Regions from separate parts of the Mus musculus genome. Here region 2 is linked to region 1. A link is a contact called in public Hi-C data. All regions are on one chromosome and are shown on one strand. The core of a region is the stretch at or near the end of the contact, and the rest is flanking DNA. Distances in the headings are between cores, read along the strand shown.

Evidence for each region. Hi-C and Micro-C count contacts between places; a contact is called where the count stands out from the background.
Region 2: a contact with region 1 is called in a Hi-C map of bone marrow-derived macrophages, with 11 read pairs. The contact joins two enhancer-like sites. A contact is called at or near these places in 1 of 15 datasets of contacts at CTCF or cohesin (pro-B cells) and 4 of 484 Hi-C or Micro-C datasets (bone marrow-derived macrophages, cerebellar granule neurons, embryonic fibroblasts and 1 more).

What each region holds. Positions count from the first base shown.
Region 1 is chr17:44,455,950-44,463,329 of GRCm38.p6, forward strand. No RefSeq gene overlaps it. Among named protein-coding and RNA genes, the nearest start is that of Runx2os3, 100 kb to the right of the region's middle. Within about 2 kb of position 3,287, at least 43 of the 459 cell types and tissues checked have an H3K27ac peak or open chromatin away from gene starts, as enhancers often do. A contact at or near this core is called in bone marrow-derived macrophages, where this site is marked.
Region 2 is chr17:44,960,600-44,967,979 of GRCm38.p6, forward strand. The region is part of intron 3 of Supt3 (SPT3, SAGA and STAGA complex component); the gene reads left to right. Among named protein-coding and RNA genes, the nearest start is that of Gm52304, 77 kb to the left of the region's middle. Within about 2 kb of position 2,977, at least 7 of the 459 cell types and tissues checked have an H3K27ac peak or open chromatin away from gene starts, as enhancers often do. A contact at or near this core is called in bone marrow-derived macrophages, where this site is marked.

The DNA of each region.
Region 1 (7,380 bases), core at 2,037-4,536:
CAGGACCCCCAAATGCACCCTCCACTCATCGTGATTCGTTGGGTTGCAGCTCCAAGCCCCTGCACAGGTACAGGAAAGCCCCTTGCGATCTTCCTGTGCATTTAACCTGAGGAATTGTCCCTTCCCGCTTGCAAATGACAACACTATTTTAGCTGCTGTCGGAAGTTGGAACCTGGCAAGATCAACAGTTTTAAAAGACTCCTTAACCCAGAGGAGGTTTCCCCTTCCCTGCCCCTCCCCAGTCCTCTCCCTTCCTAGACATCAAGGACTGAGATCATCTGCAAAAGAACGAAAAGTAGAGTTCTGCTTTCCTGGCCCAACACCCTCACCCTTTCCTTTTTTTTTTTTTTTTTCTTTTTTCTTTTTTCTTTTTTCTTTTTCATGTTGACAGTGATGTTTAAAATCTTTCTCTTCAAATACAGATTGGCACCTGGGTCTGTAATCTCTCACCATCTTCTGAGAGTGACTGGGGCTTGCTCAGCCTTTGACACAAGAGAAAAAGTGCATTAGAATTTCCGACTTCTGTGATTTCTCCCTTCCTGTTTCCTATTGAAGGAGAGTGTAGCATTAGAGGGAGAAACCCAGAGAAAGTCCCCCCACCCTCACCTCCGCCCCCACCCACCCCCACCCACCTCCACCCCTGCATCCTCGAAGAAAAAGAAGACGAGAGGGTGAGTCCTTTACAACATCTCAATAAGAAGCCATGGACACGCTATTTATCTTGTAATGTCCTTTTGAAGATGTAAGGACTCCTGATTTAAAAGGCAAGCCTGCATCTAGTTTCTCAGCATCCCCCAGGGCCAGCCTTTCTCCTGGGCAGAGAGGAGAGGATGGAGAAGGGCTGAGAAGAGAGGCCTCTGAAGTCACAGCTTCCATGGGAACCAGAGGCACCTGCCCTGCTCTGTGGTCTCAAAGCAAGCCAAGAGCTCATGAGCTGGATGTTGGTGAGAAGGGGCTCATCCCCGTCATGGGGGAAATTCTCAAGCAAAGTGTGGTATAGTTGCTTCAGTCTACCTTGGTGGGGATTTTCAAAATATTTTCTAAAGCTTAGTAGTTTTTGGAGAACACAGCCACGAAGTATTGAGGAACAAATAGTCATAGTGTTCATTATGAGATCCAGGGGGCAGAAAGAGAAGCATCCCGGCTTTGAGGGCAAACTGGCTTAAATCCCAGCTTCAACTGAAATAAGCAGAGACAGCTCACCTCGATCCATCTTCTCTAGAATACAAGGATGAGTGGTATTAGGCACTCTTCTTATTGCTGTGGCAAAAACAAAAACAAAAACAAAAACAAAAAAACAAAAAAAACCAAACCTTACCAAAGCAACTTAAGGGAAGATTTGATTTGGCTTCCCAGTTCAAGGGAACACAGTCCATCATGGCAGGGGTGGGGTGGGGGAGTCATGGCAACCAGAGCTTGAGGCACCTGTAACATAGTGTCGTTATGTTACATTCTAATGTTACATTTGAGTGTGTGAAACATCAGCAGAAAGAACTGAACGCTGATACTCAGCTCACGTCTCCTTTTTATTCAGCTTGGGGCCCCAGACCTTCCAACAAATGGTGCCACTCATATGCCCAGTGGATCTTCCCATCCCAATTTCCCAATCTGGAAAGCCTCTCACAGATATGCCTGCATTTCCTTGGTGATTTTTAATGCTGTCAGTTTGAAAATCAACATGGACCATCATGCTACTTTTAGAAATTCATTGGAATTTCATTGGCCTAAGCTGGGTAAAAGTACTAAGTGTTGTGGCCCCTAGTATGATAGGCACTCAGGAGGTGTCACCTGACATCATGGTCTTGCCAATGAAATTGTGCTACAGTTCCTTCTGACTTTTGTGGTATCAAGGTGTCCTGGGTAGGTTTTTGTCAACTTGATACAAACTAGAGTTATCTGGAAAGAACTTCAATTCAGAACATTCTTCTACCTAGATCTCCACACATGCACGTCCATAGATTATTCTCCCAATTAATGATTGATGTGCGGGAGCCCAGCCCACTGTGGGTGGTGACATTCTTGGTGCATGAGTGATATAAGAAATCAGGCTAACATCACACCTACAGTCTAGTGTCTTTGGTACAGAACGCTATTCTGCAAGCTACCAAATAGAAACGTAAACACCAACTCAACCACAAATGCTTTGATCTACAATGCTGTTCTGCCTGCAAGAAAGCCAGGACAATGGTGGCACAAAGCTTATAGGAGTTGCCAACCAATAACTTATTTGACTTAAGGCCCACCCCATGAGATGGAACCCATATGTGACACTGCTTGGGTGACCAAGTACCAGAGACTAGACAGCCTATGGACCTAGAGTAAAATTAATTACTACTGTTCTAGACAAAAATCATAACAATAAAATAATTTTAATGGCATTCCATTGACCCATAGATCAGTGCATTGTTCAACCGTCTTCACCATGCAGCCTGCATCCTCCTGCAGCAGATGGGAAAAAATACAGAGACCCACAACCAGACATTATGCAGAGACCTTTGAACACTCAGCCCTAAATGGATGTCTTCGTCAAATCTAAAGGCTCAGAAAACCCTTAGGAAGAGGAGGCAGAAAGAGTGTAAGAAACAAAGAGAATGAAGGACATTAAAGAAAGATCTTAAGACACAGAAAAGTTAAAGGAGCAGTGGATAGGTAATAGAGTTGGGTTCCAGAGCCTCTCCAAATGGCCTCAGGCTGTGGCAGATGGCTCCTGGATTTAACCTAGCTAGAGGACAGAGATCTCCTAGGTCCATTTGGGGATCCATAGGCACATCTCTGGATGCTTATAGCTCCATCAAATGGTTCTCAGGTCGCAGGGCTGAGACACTAGTGAGCAAAGGTCACACGAAGTCATCCTCTCCTTCCTGGAAGGTAGAGCGGGGCAGCATTTGGGCCAACTACATTTTCAGAATCAAAGTTCCTATGAAAATACAATTTGCAACAAGAGCATGGTGCCTGGCTGGGAAAGGCTTGGATGCTTGGCATGGCATGGATGCAGACCCGGCTATGAGAGCTAGATTCTGGATGTGGGGCAGTATTTAAAAAGGATCTGGGAGAAGAGTCTTCCTTTATGGACAAGCTACAGTTAGACTAATGGATGCCTATAGTCGGGTGCCTACAAGGCTCAGCAGGATTCTGGCTAGCAATTTTCTGTTCCCTTGGCACATCAGAGTCACAGCAGGGTAACTCCATGGCCAAGGCATCATCTCATGACTAGAGTTGCAGGGTAGCTCAGGAGAACAGTCTGCTATGAAGCTTTCAGGGCTCCCCGTGAAGTTTCGGTTTCAATCTTAATAAAATATTTTTGAAAATTTCACAATTGCAGAACAAACAAAACCATGAGTCATGGCTCACAATTTCCCGGTGAATTTGCTATGTGATTGTGTCTCTGACAAGTGCATAGTTTCCAAGGACAAGGGAACCTTAATGTGAATATTTGACCTGAGGGGCATATGGTAAGGGGGAATAGTACAGCATCCCCCTCCTGGATATTATGTTCAACACCAGAACCCAAACGAGACTCAGTAGAGCTTGGCTATGAATTTTCCCAACTTCACACATTCATTGTAGTCCCCTCTTTCTCTGTATGTGTGTGTGTCTCTGTGTGTGTATATACATGTGTATGCCTGTATATACGTGCAAGTGCATATCGTGCATGTGTGTGGTGGCCAGAGGACAATCTAGAAGATTCTAGGTACTGAACTTGGGCTTTTATGCTTCTCAAAACAAGATGACTGAGCCATCTCCCCAGCCCCTCATCATCTGATTATTATTATTATTACTATTATTACTATTTCTGAATCATATTTTTGTCCTCTGCAATTGCATAAAATGAATTCTTCTAGGCCAACCATTTAAAAAAAAAACAAGATTAGATTTTCGTGAATGGAATGGTAGAAGTATGTGCAGAACCCTACAGGATTCTGCCACTTAAAGAACTCAGAACATTTCCATTCTCCTGTGGAAGAAATGGAGACAAGAAGCCAGACTGTGACACTGTCAGATATTCCCAGTAGCAGTACATTGCAGCCCACTAGACAACCAGTTAACAACAGCCAGAGGAACAAGGATCCACAGTCAAGTACACGTAGCCACGACTGATGCCACTCGACCTACAATACCCAAACAGGTCTCACCAGACTCAGCAATTATTTTCTCTTCTCAAGATTTTGACTTTTTGTTTGTTTGTTTGTTTGTTTTAACATATAGGCTCATTAACCTTGGGCATGTGCTACTTCAAATTTAACCTTGGACATGTGTTGATGCAAAACAAGAGTCTCATCTCATCTCCTCTCCCTACAGTTGCTTGCCACGATTCACTCAGCTCAGGCTCTTTGAGATTTTCAATTCTTATTGTCAGTCAGTGGGCTAAACCTTGCGGTAAAGGTCAAGGTTTCTCCTATCTCACACCATCATTGCCTTTTACACTCTCCCGGAAGGGCTCTTGTGCAATAGAAACCTGATTCAAGGGAACACATCTCACCAGAGACCTTTCAGTGAACGATGATCTGCAAATAGTCATTTTGTTGCTTGCCGAAGAAGGGGCTGAAATAAAACTTCAAATAATGACTATCGCATGTCATCCTCCAAGCCACCCAGGGTACCAAGGAGAAGCTTGTCCATTTCAATGGAGGAGATGTTATACAGTTATCCAAGTCTTGTTTGTTAGGGGGAGGGCGAGTGCTTTGTTTTCTTCTTGTTGATTTGGATTCCTCTCTCCTTCCTTCCTTCCTTCCTTCCTTCCTTCCTTCCTTCCTTCCTTTCTCTCTCTCTCTCTCTCTCTCTTTCTCTTTCCTTCCTTTCTCTACATCTTTTTCTCTTCTCTTCTCTTCTCTTCTCTTCTCTTCTCTTCTCTTCTCTTCTCTTCTCTTCTCTTCTCTTCTCTTCTCTTCTCTTCTCTTCTCTTCTCTCCTCTCCTCTCCTCTCCTCTCCTCTCCTCTCCTCTCCTCTCCTCTCCTCTCCTCTCCTCTCCTCTCCTCTCCTCTCCTTTCCTTTCCTTGTTGTTTTGTGTTTGAGACAGGTTCTTATATAGGCCAGGCTCCCCTCCAATTTGCTAAGTAGTTGAAGGTGACCTTGAACTCCTCCTGGTCCTCCTTTCTCTGCCTCCCACATGCTAGGGTTACAGAGATGGACTACCATCCACAGATTATTTGTTTTGTTTTGTTTTGTTTTGTTTTGTTTTGTTTTGTTTTGAGAGTCTTGTTAGGCAGTCCAGGCTGGCCTCAAACTCACTACACACACACACACACACACACACACACACACACACACACACACATACACATATATGTATGTATATATATATGGCCTCAAATTCATGGCCATTCTCCTGGCTTAACCTGCCAAGCTCTAGGGTTTCAGGCTTACATGGCCATGCCTGGCTCTCGGGACTTTGAAGAAGACATATGGATGACGGCTATACTCAAGAGAGAGTTTCGTTCTGTGCTTCTATTGTTACTATGTAGCAATCTGACCACCCTATGCTGTGAAGACTTCCCAGTGGGTCCCATGTACAGACTGTTCTCCCCAGCCAGCCAGAGTTACTGAGTAAGTGTCAGCGCTAAAGAGAGTTTGGATTCCGGAGCCCGCATACCTACCAACTGAGTGCAGTGACCTGCTTGTAACCCCGAGTCTCTGAAGGCCGAGAAGGGAGATCCCAGGAGCAAGTTGGCTATTGAGACTAGCCATGTTAGAGCTCTGGGTTTTACTGGAGACACTATGGCTCCAAAGACAGTAGTAAAAGAACTATCAAGGATGATTTCTGACATTAGTTTCAGGTCTACACACATGTGTTCCCAAGCAAAGATATGCATACATACAGAGAGACAAAGACAGAGATGGAGACAGAGAGAGACAGAGACAGAGAGACACAGAGACAGAGACAGAGACAGAGACAGAGACAGAACGAGAAAACCTTCACAACTTAGAATAAAAGCCTGAACCTGCATATGCTGTGCTTATACTGTCTACTTTCCCATTCTGCCCTATCTTCCTAGCCCAGCTTATTTACTATTCTTCAGGCCTTTTTTCCTGTCACAGGATTTTTACATGCTATGATCCTTCTCCTCTCCTCGAGAGTCTCATCTTATAATATACCTTCTCCCTCTCTTCTGTTTAAAGTGTCCCTTCCTGGTAGAACGCTTTGGATAAACAGGTGAGGTCATCTTCCAGTGTATCCCAGAGTGCCCTGTGCCAGCCTTTCACTGAACTGACCACTGTTGGGTTGGGATGGTCATTCTTCCCACTGTTTCGTGCCAGGCTTAGCCACTGCCCAGAAGAATGGATTTGACTTAGGTTATATTGCAAATGAAGACTGCTTTCCTACCTACCTTCTTTCTATGCCAATGTTCTTATCAGCTTTTACTTCAGCATCTAACAAAGGAAAAGGGTCAGATCAACATCCATTCCCCCTATGGAGCAATTCATCTCAAAATCAGGACCCTTGGTGACTAAGTTCAAGGGCATGAGCTGGTTTCCAAAAGTGTGTTTTTGTACACTGACATCCCTTGGTTTTATCCTTAGCCAATGTGTGAGAAGCTGTAGAAGCCAAGACGTGACCCACATGGTACAGGAACCCATTTGCCTCCCTGGGTGCCCCTCTCACTAGCAGGTTTAATGGCCACAGCTAACATTGACTAAATTCTTGCAAGTGTGTGAAGAGATTTTTCACACTTTATCTCACCAGCATGATGAGATATGCTATGGTTAAAGCCTGGCCCGGCCCTGCTCTGTGTACCTGAAAAGGTTCTACCTCATTCACACTAAAAAAACAAAACAAAACAAACAAACAAACAAAAAAACCCCAAAGTCTATCCTTGGCCTATACAATATAGAGGTTCTATTGCTCTCTGATCTCATCTCCAACTTTCTCCTCCCTTGTCACTGGGCTCCACCCTCCTGGGCTTCCTTGCAACACACAGACCTGGAAGGTCTTTGGAGCCTCTGTGTTTCCCTTTCCTTTGACTGCCATTATTTCTCCCCAAGGAGCCACAGCTCATCCCATCCCCTGCTTCAAAGTAATTTCTCTCTTCCACTTATCTGGCTTCGAGGCCACTGTTACCATGCCTCCCGGCTGCTCTGGGATTCTCCATCACAAATCACCACTCACCGTGCTGTGGATGATCTGCGTGTACAAATGCCCCCTACTCTGCCCACTGGAGCCCAAGAACCAGGTGAGGCAGGGATTTCTCCCTTCTCTGTCCACTGCTGTAGTCTCCCTGCCTGGCACAGAGTAAAACATTTTAATTCGATTTTATCTCCCACAGCAAACCTAAGAGATAGACATACATATACCCTCAACTTCTTTTTGCCACATATCCTGATCCCTCTGCCCAAATGGACCAAAGAAACCCAGAAATTTAGGTGTCTGGACACCCCATCAGC
Region 2 (7,380 bases), core at 1,727-4,226, 500 kb after region 1:
AATCACATCTGCATGGCACATTGGACTCAAGACAGGTGACACACACACACATATATGTGTGTGTGTGTGTGTGTGTGTACATATATGTATATATATGTATATATATATATAGATGTGTGTGTGTGTGTGTATATATATATAGTCCTTTCTGGCTTACGACTACGACTTATGATTGGTCCTAAGCATTTTGCAGTAGAGATTTCTGGTTTCTTTGGAGACTCAGTTGTATCATGTGATGTTTTTCTGGAAGTGGTCTTATGAGAAGATGTTTTGCTGAAGCAGACATGTGAGAGGATCTTTTGCTGAAGCAGACACATGAGAGGCTGTTTTTGCTGAGGCATTCAAGAAGACATATGGTGTTTGGACAGAGTATAATGGACAGTGAATGACAGTCTTGCATTTGTTCATCTTGCAACACTTTGCTGGTCTTCACTGATTCTCCTAACTTTATAAAAAAGAGACAAAGAACTTCTCGTGGTATTTGGGATGCTTCTTGCTACTTCCATGGATTCGGCAGAGCCTTGTGATGTCTTATGGATTGAACCTCTGCTACTGATTGGAGTGGCCTGCTACTACTGATTCATGTGTGATGGACTGCTGATAATCCTGACAATGAAGATAAGAATCACTCCAAAAAACTACTTCCAACAAATCTACACCCCCCCCCCTTGTCCTATTAACCATCTTCTGCTACTTCTGGTTGGTAGGCTAGAAGGGATGTTGAAGCATTTAAGAACCCTTACTATAATAGGGTTTTTAAAAAATCTAAGCTTACAGCATGCAAAAGCCGACATTTTCAGGTTCCTGATATTTGTATGTTTACCAGAGCAAGGCAGAGATGGGAGATGTGGGCAATGTGCTGGTTTTATAGGGCAGATTCCTCACCTTTGACCCTTGTAGCTTTTTTAGAAAAGATGTTTCTGATAGACAACTTGAAAACTAAATTAGATCTTGATTTGGTAAATAAGATTAGATCTTGGCAATCAGTGTTTTCTGTCCTGTTGATCGAAGAGCGATCACTGAGATGAATGTCTTCTGTTTTTATCATTCCTATCTATCAACAACCTTGAAACGCTTGTGAAACTATAACCTGCTTAGAGAGAAGATGGGTGTTTTTCTGTTATCATACCCAATGTTTCCTCATTTTATGTTTTCTACAAGAGAAAATCCAGAGATCACTTAAACTTCTACCCATATTTAGTGTATATGTACCATAGTGTTCATCCTTGGAGGGAAGAAGAGAAGAAAACTGATAGAAAAGGACACGTTCTGTGGCTCAAGCGCTCATCGGACTCTCCAGTGCTGCCTGTGTTGGGTAGTGTGGGGGTCAGAGCTATGAGCTCTATGCTCTACACCGCTGCTTACACTTGCTTGCATGTCAGCATTGCAGATTAGAGAAAGAGATTGCTTTCATTCCAAGATGAAAGGATTGTGTTTTCCCAGCTGTTGCCCATACATCCACTCCTTCAGCAGAAACATGTACCTCAAACTCTCCTGAGGTCAGAGTAGCTTCTATACTAGCTACATGTGGTCTGAATAAATCAAAAACCTCCTTAATGATCTGAAAACTTGATATAATTCTCCTAAGTTTCTTAATGTGATAATCCTCCTTAAATTTCCACTTTAAGTGATATAAATAATAATTTATGCTAGCATATTAAGATAATTAAGCTGAAAATAGGTAGAGTCCCTTCTGTTTATTGGGACACTTCAAGTCTGGTTCAATACCAAGGCCTCTGTGACATGACTATGATGTGCATGTGTGCATTCATATGTGCATTTGTGCCATATTTATACAGTGCCATTGGAAGCCAAAAGAGGGCAGTAGATTCCTCAGAACTGGAATTTTGGACAGTTTTGAGCTGCAGTGTTGGAGCCAGGAACTGTTCTTACCTGCCTTTGTCACCTCTCCAGCCATTCTGTACATCTTACAACAGTTTAAATGTCAGCTGAGTCTGCAATCCTGGTAATTTACAAAGTGGAAGGAGGAGAATCAATGTGCTAGGCCTTCCTGAGCTGCAGAAAGAGTGCAAGGTTGGTGTAGGCAACCCTGTTCCAAAGTAAAGATGGTGAGGGGAGGAATGATGAAAATATGTGTGTTGGAATGCACTTGCTAGTACACATGAGATCCTAGGCTCAGTCCTCATTACTGCTAAAAAGAAAAGCAAGTGAAATCGAAAAGTTAAGTGTAACAATTGTCTTTTTTGTGTGAGAGAAATTTCCCTGAGATATTCAGGAAAGAAGATGTTTCTATATTATCCTAGAAATACTTTATTCCCCAAACAGAGCTGGGGCAGTGACTCTTTTGAATAAAGTTTCTCTGAAAATGTCATTTTATGAAGTTAAACTAGTTTTGTGATTGTTTCCTTGTCCAATGTCCATATATTTCCTATTTTTCCCATTTGTCGAATGGTGGGGCAGTTAGTCCTAAAGCCCTTCACAGGAGCTCCATAGGAAATAAAAAGGCAGCCATGGCTACACTGTTTCCTTCACTGCTTGACAGATACTTGCATATTTCCCCTTGAAGCACTTGCTAAACCAAGCCAAGTGTGCTGGACCAATTTATAGTTGCCTGTAAATCTACCAAGTGTTAAGATTGCAGATTCATCTCTTTCCCTGACTCACTCCTAACAACTATGAAATTAGCCCGTTGTGATCACATCCAAACTGTCCATGTCACTTCCTCCTCTCTCCTCTCCTCACAGGAACCACTAAGCCCAAACACAGAGATTATCAGGCTATGTGTACTGGCTTGAGCATGTCATATGTTTAACACCTATTGCATAAAACTTTGGTTTTGCTAGTCCTCTTACTGGTGCAAAAAACATTTTATTGTGGTCTTTACTCAACTTTATCATTTCACGATGACAAAGTCAATATAAAGTTTCTGCTTCCCTGTTTTATACCTACACTTCCTGCATTGTATCTGCCAGCCCTCTGCTCTGTGCTCTGCTCTGTGAGGTCCTCGGAGAATCACGGTGCGCACAGCAGTGCACGTGCTTGTGAAGTGGTTCAGCTCTGATGCTGCCTTCAGTGTGGGCTGTGCCATCTGCTCTTGTTGCATTCCAATGAGGAGAAATTAGTCTCAGAATTGTGTGATTATAAAGCCCACCACTCTACTCCAGGTTTATAGTTTAAAAAGGCATTTATACCACCTTAGAATTATAATTTCACCATTTCCATCTTTCACAATGCTCTTTATGTAACTTGCTTTGTAACTTAATTTCTAGGAAAGATGTTTTGAATTTTCCCTATAGTAAGTACTATAGAAACTTTTAAGTTTGCCATGCGCTGTGCTTAATGATTAACAAGTGGCATCGATATATTTTGACTACACCCTACATGCTACATAAAAATATATATTTGCACGAAAAAATTTTGTTTACGATATATTAACTAGTGAATTGATTTGGGATGTTATTCAAACTGCTTAAGAAGATTTGGATATCAAATAACACTTTACTTTTAATAACGTGTAAGTGTTCATGCAAGGCATTGTTACCCTGCTGCGTCCCTTGTCATTTGAATTTGGGTCATTGCCAAAAAAGATACACTGGATCAATGGAGTTTGGAATGGATCTGAATTTAGGAAAATGGATAACTTTTTCAAATACTGCACAGCTAGAATTCTTTTATTTATGTACATCAACTTAAATATTAGACTAAAATTGATTTATATATTCACATATAATGGGTTTTTAGATCACTATATAGTAGTAGGTGCTTCTCTGTAGAGACATGTTCTGCCAGTGGATTCCTAAAGCTCGATGGAGTTCCCAACTGTAGATTCTGTTTTTCTGTAGATACTTACCTGTGATGAAGGTTGATATCAAATTGTACATTAAGAGATTAACAACAGCACTAAGAAACTGGAACAGTTATACCACTTTACCAAGTAAAACCTGTGAATACCAGCTTGCTCTTTGGAAAGTTGAACTGCTTCCTCCCTTTTCTTCCTGTGAAGATTTGTCGTGGTTTGGTACTGCCATTTCGAGATATGACCTTGATAATATAATGTAGAATTAGCCTTGTACATAGTAAAGCTTGAAAGAGAGTTTGCTGTCACATAGGTGACTGACAGCGTGCACACACTGGGTAGGTCAGAGGGCTCCACAGAAACGTTTATTGTGTTACTCAGAATAACACATTTTAAAACTTGTATATGTTTGGAATTTTCCATATTGTATTTCTTTGTAGTTTTTTGGCCTTTTGATATGATTAATAGGAATAAAGTACCTCTGTAGCCCTGGCCATCCTAGAACTCATCCTGCAGACTAGGCTAGCCTTAAAGTCAGAGATCCCTCTGCCTTCCCTATCGAGTGTTGGGATTAAAGGTGTGTACCACCCGAGGCTGGCTTCCCTAATATATTTCTGAAACAAGTGTTTTTGAAACAGGATAATTTGAAACAACCTAAGTATGCCGTTATATACATAAAACACTGAAACACTTAAAATTTTAAGATTTATGATATATTTTAATAAATTATTTTATATGCATAAATAATATGTAATGTTTGTATAGAGTGTATTCTAATGCCAGACTCCACAGGTTGATTTCATGCTTGAGAGAAGTCACAGGGCTAAAATGGGGAAGGAAATAAAAGCAAAGATGAGGGAAATACAGAACTCGCCCTCTGGTGCTTCTTGTCTTGTGTCAATGAGATGCCATTTATGTAAGAACCAAGTATGAAGTTATCTACTCAACTAAGGGAGAGAGCAAAGCTACCTGAATGACCAAGGCTTGGATGTAGCTCATTGGTAGCTCACATGCTTCGGATGCACAGGGCTCTGTGTCCTGTCAACTCTTGATAGCAGACACAGCCCTACAAGCCTTATGTCCACTATTCACAGAGCTAAGGAAGCATGGACTTAGTGTGTTCCCTGGCATATATGTGTGGGGTGAGTACAACTTCAAAAACAGTGTATATTGTATTATTATTCCAATTTTCTAGATGAGGACAATGGTACAAAGCTTTAGCGTTAAGTGATGAACCAATAACGTGGAATGTGCTCTCTCTATTTACAGGAATGGCAGGCTGACATTAGGGTTTATACAGCATTTGGGTCAGTTCTCTTCAGCTGGTTGATTTTCATCTCCCCATAGTTCCCTTGCTTCAAGTCTACTTATCTTACTCTTTTCTATTACAAAGACTTTAAAAACTAGATTTTCTTCCTATCCAAGTATTCTGTAAATTCACATTAATTTTAAGTACCTTATAATTTTCATACATTCATTTGCATTTCCAAAGGTAATTTGACCAGAGATAGCTGACGCAGATCACTCTAGATGCCATTACTTCATGGGCATAATTTTCAGGCAATCTTTAAGTATAACATGTTCAGATAATAACCATTGAAAGTTAAGTTCTGTCTGGAACTGCCTGGAATGCCAGTTTGCTTAAGTAATTTTTTTCTTGTTTTTCTTTTTCCTTGTTTTGGATTCTGTGCTTAAAGCTATACTTTTTTCCTTCCCTGTGGCTTTCCCAGCAGTTTGTCAACAGATGGTCTTTCACAAGTCCAGCTCTTAGGAATGTTGACGCTCCCTGCTCACAGACCCTGTAATTAAACCTTCTATTCTAGGCTCTGTAAAATATTTAGTTATCAGTCATTCAAACGTTCTTTTATGTCCACAAATGAGAGACACACAACTATTGAAAACAACTAAGTTATATTAAACAGAAGAGTATTTCTGTCCTCGTAGTGCCTTTTTTTGTTCAAGTATTTTAAAATCTTAGTTTTTCAAATTGGACATTCCAGATAAGTTGGCTGTCTTATTTACTTTTGTATTTGGCCTGCCTTATTTTTATTAGTTCTTTCATAATATCATACTTATATAAGGTCATTTTTTATTCCTAGAACATAGATACAGGACTAATACTGTCTTCCTGTTATGAAATATGGTGCTAGAATGTTAGTTTGATGGGTAAGAAAAACTGATGCAGGAATGGGTCTCTAGTAAGAAAATGGTGTCAAAGAAAATCCTGAAGCATTTGCGTGTCCGTTCTGATTTGAAGTGTTGGCTAAGACTTCTCACGCATCCCCTCCCCTCGATTTAAATGAAGGGCAATGCATCCTAGCTTTAGGCTAAACTTCTGAGTTTCTCTCAATGCCCTTTTCTACATTAGTATATTCTTTTGACTTCAGGTATAGCATAGTCTGTGAGCTTTATAAAAGCTCAGTCTAGTTCATTATCTATGGAAAATAACTCATCTAAAGATATCTATTGAAAATATATTTTCTGTATAATATATTCTGATATTTTTCCTCCCCCAAGTTCTTCTAATACTCCTCTCCTCACCCATCCAAACCCAAACTCGTCTTTTGCTCTCTCTCATTAGAAAATAAACATCTAAAAATAGTAGTAATAAGATACAACAAACAAACCAGGGTAAAGCAAACACACAGAATTTTTAAAAGTTTCTATCTGCTAGTTGAACATAGAAGCCCTCTCCAGGTTGTTTTCTGTTGAGAAGGTTATTATTTCTGTATTGTTGCTTACTTAACTAAATGGCTGATTTTATAAACCCACCTTCACTTTGATGTACCAGTTTTATCTACTCTGCCTTTTACATCTTGCTTGTATTATTAAACTTGGCTTCTCAGTATTTACCCTGGAGTTAGCAAAGCTTTAACATTCAACCTGCTAGTGGGATTTTCTTGGTGGGCACTAGATTCCTCCATGTGCCATGGTTCCCATTCAGCTAAGGTATTTTTGTCACTTGGCCTCTGCTGTGTCTTTTTTGTAGTCACCAAGGGAGGCACAGATGTAACCTGTGGGTGGGTAGGTAACTGGAGGCCTCTCTGGTTGTTTCTAATTTTGCATCTGGCCATCTGCATGTGAAAGAGCTCTCCTACAAGCCAATCCCATCTTCTAAAAGTTCCTCTGGCTGTAAAATGGCAGACAACATCAATCTCTTCCCTAACCACTGCAAAGTTCACGGCTGACACACCTGGAATAAAAACATACATCAAGAAGAAGGAAACACATGTATTTATGTAATATGTGTTTTATATGTCATAAGAACCTTCAAAAGTGAACACCCAAAGAAAAAGAGATTGTGTTAATTTTTAGTGTGGTCCATGAAAAGTATATAATAAAACTGTGATTTACCAAAGAGAGAAGATGCTGTTATTTGATGGTGATGAAGTGCAAATTTGGCAGAGCTTTCCTACTTGGCTTCTTTTTGGCTTTGTCATCCTTTCTTCCTTCTGGGTCCTGAGCAGGACACTTGTTCCATGAAGTTTTTAGGGGAAGAGGGAAGGAGACTGGAGGCTAACTGGCATGCCTAGGGTCCTTGGCCTGCCTCAGGGAAGGAGGACAAGGAAGTTAGAGGAGACTTCATTCTCCACTTTCTCAATTTCTAATGCTGTATTTGGGGG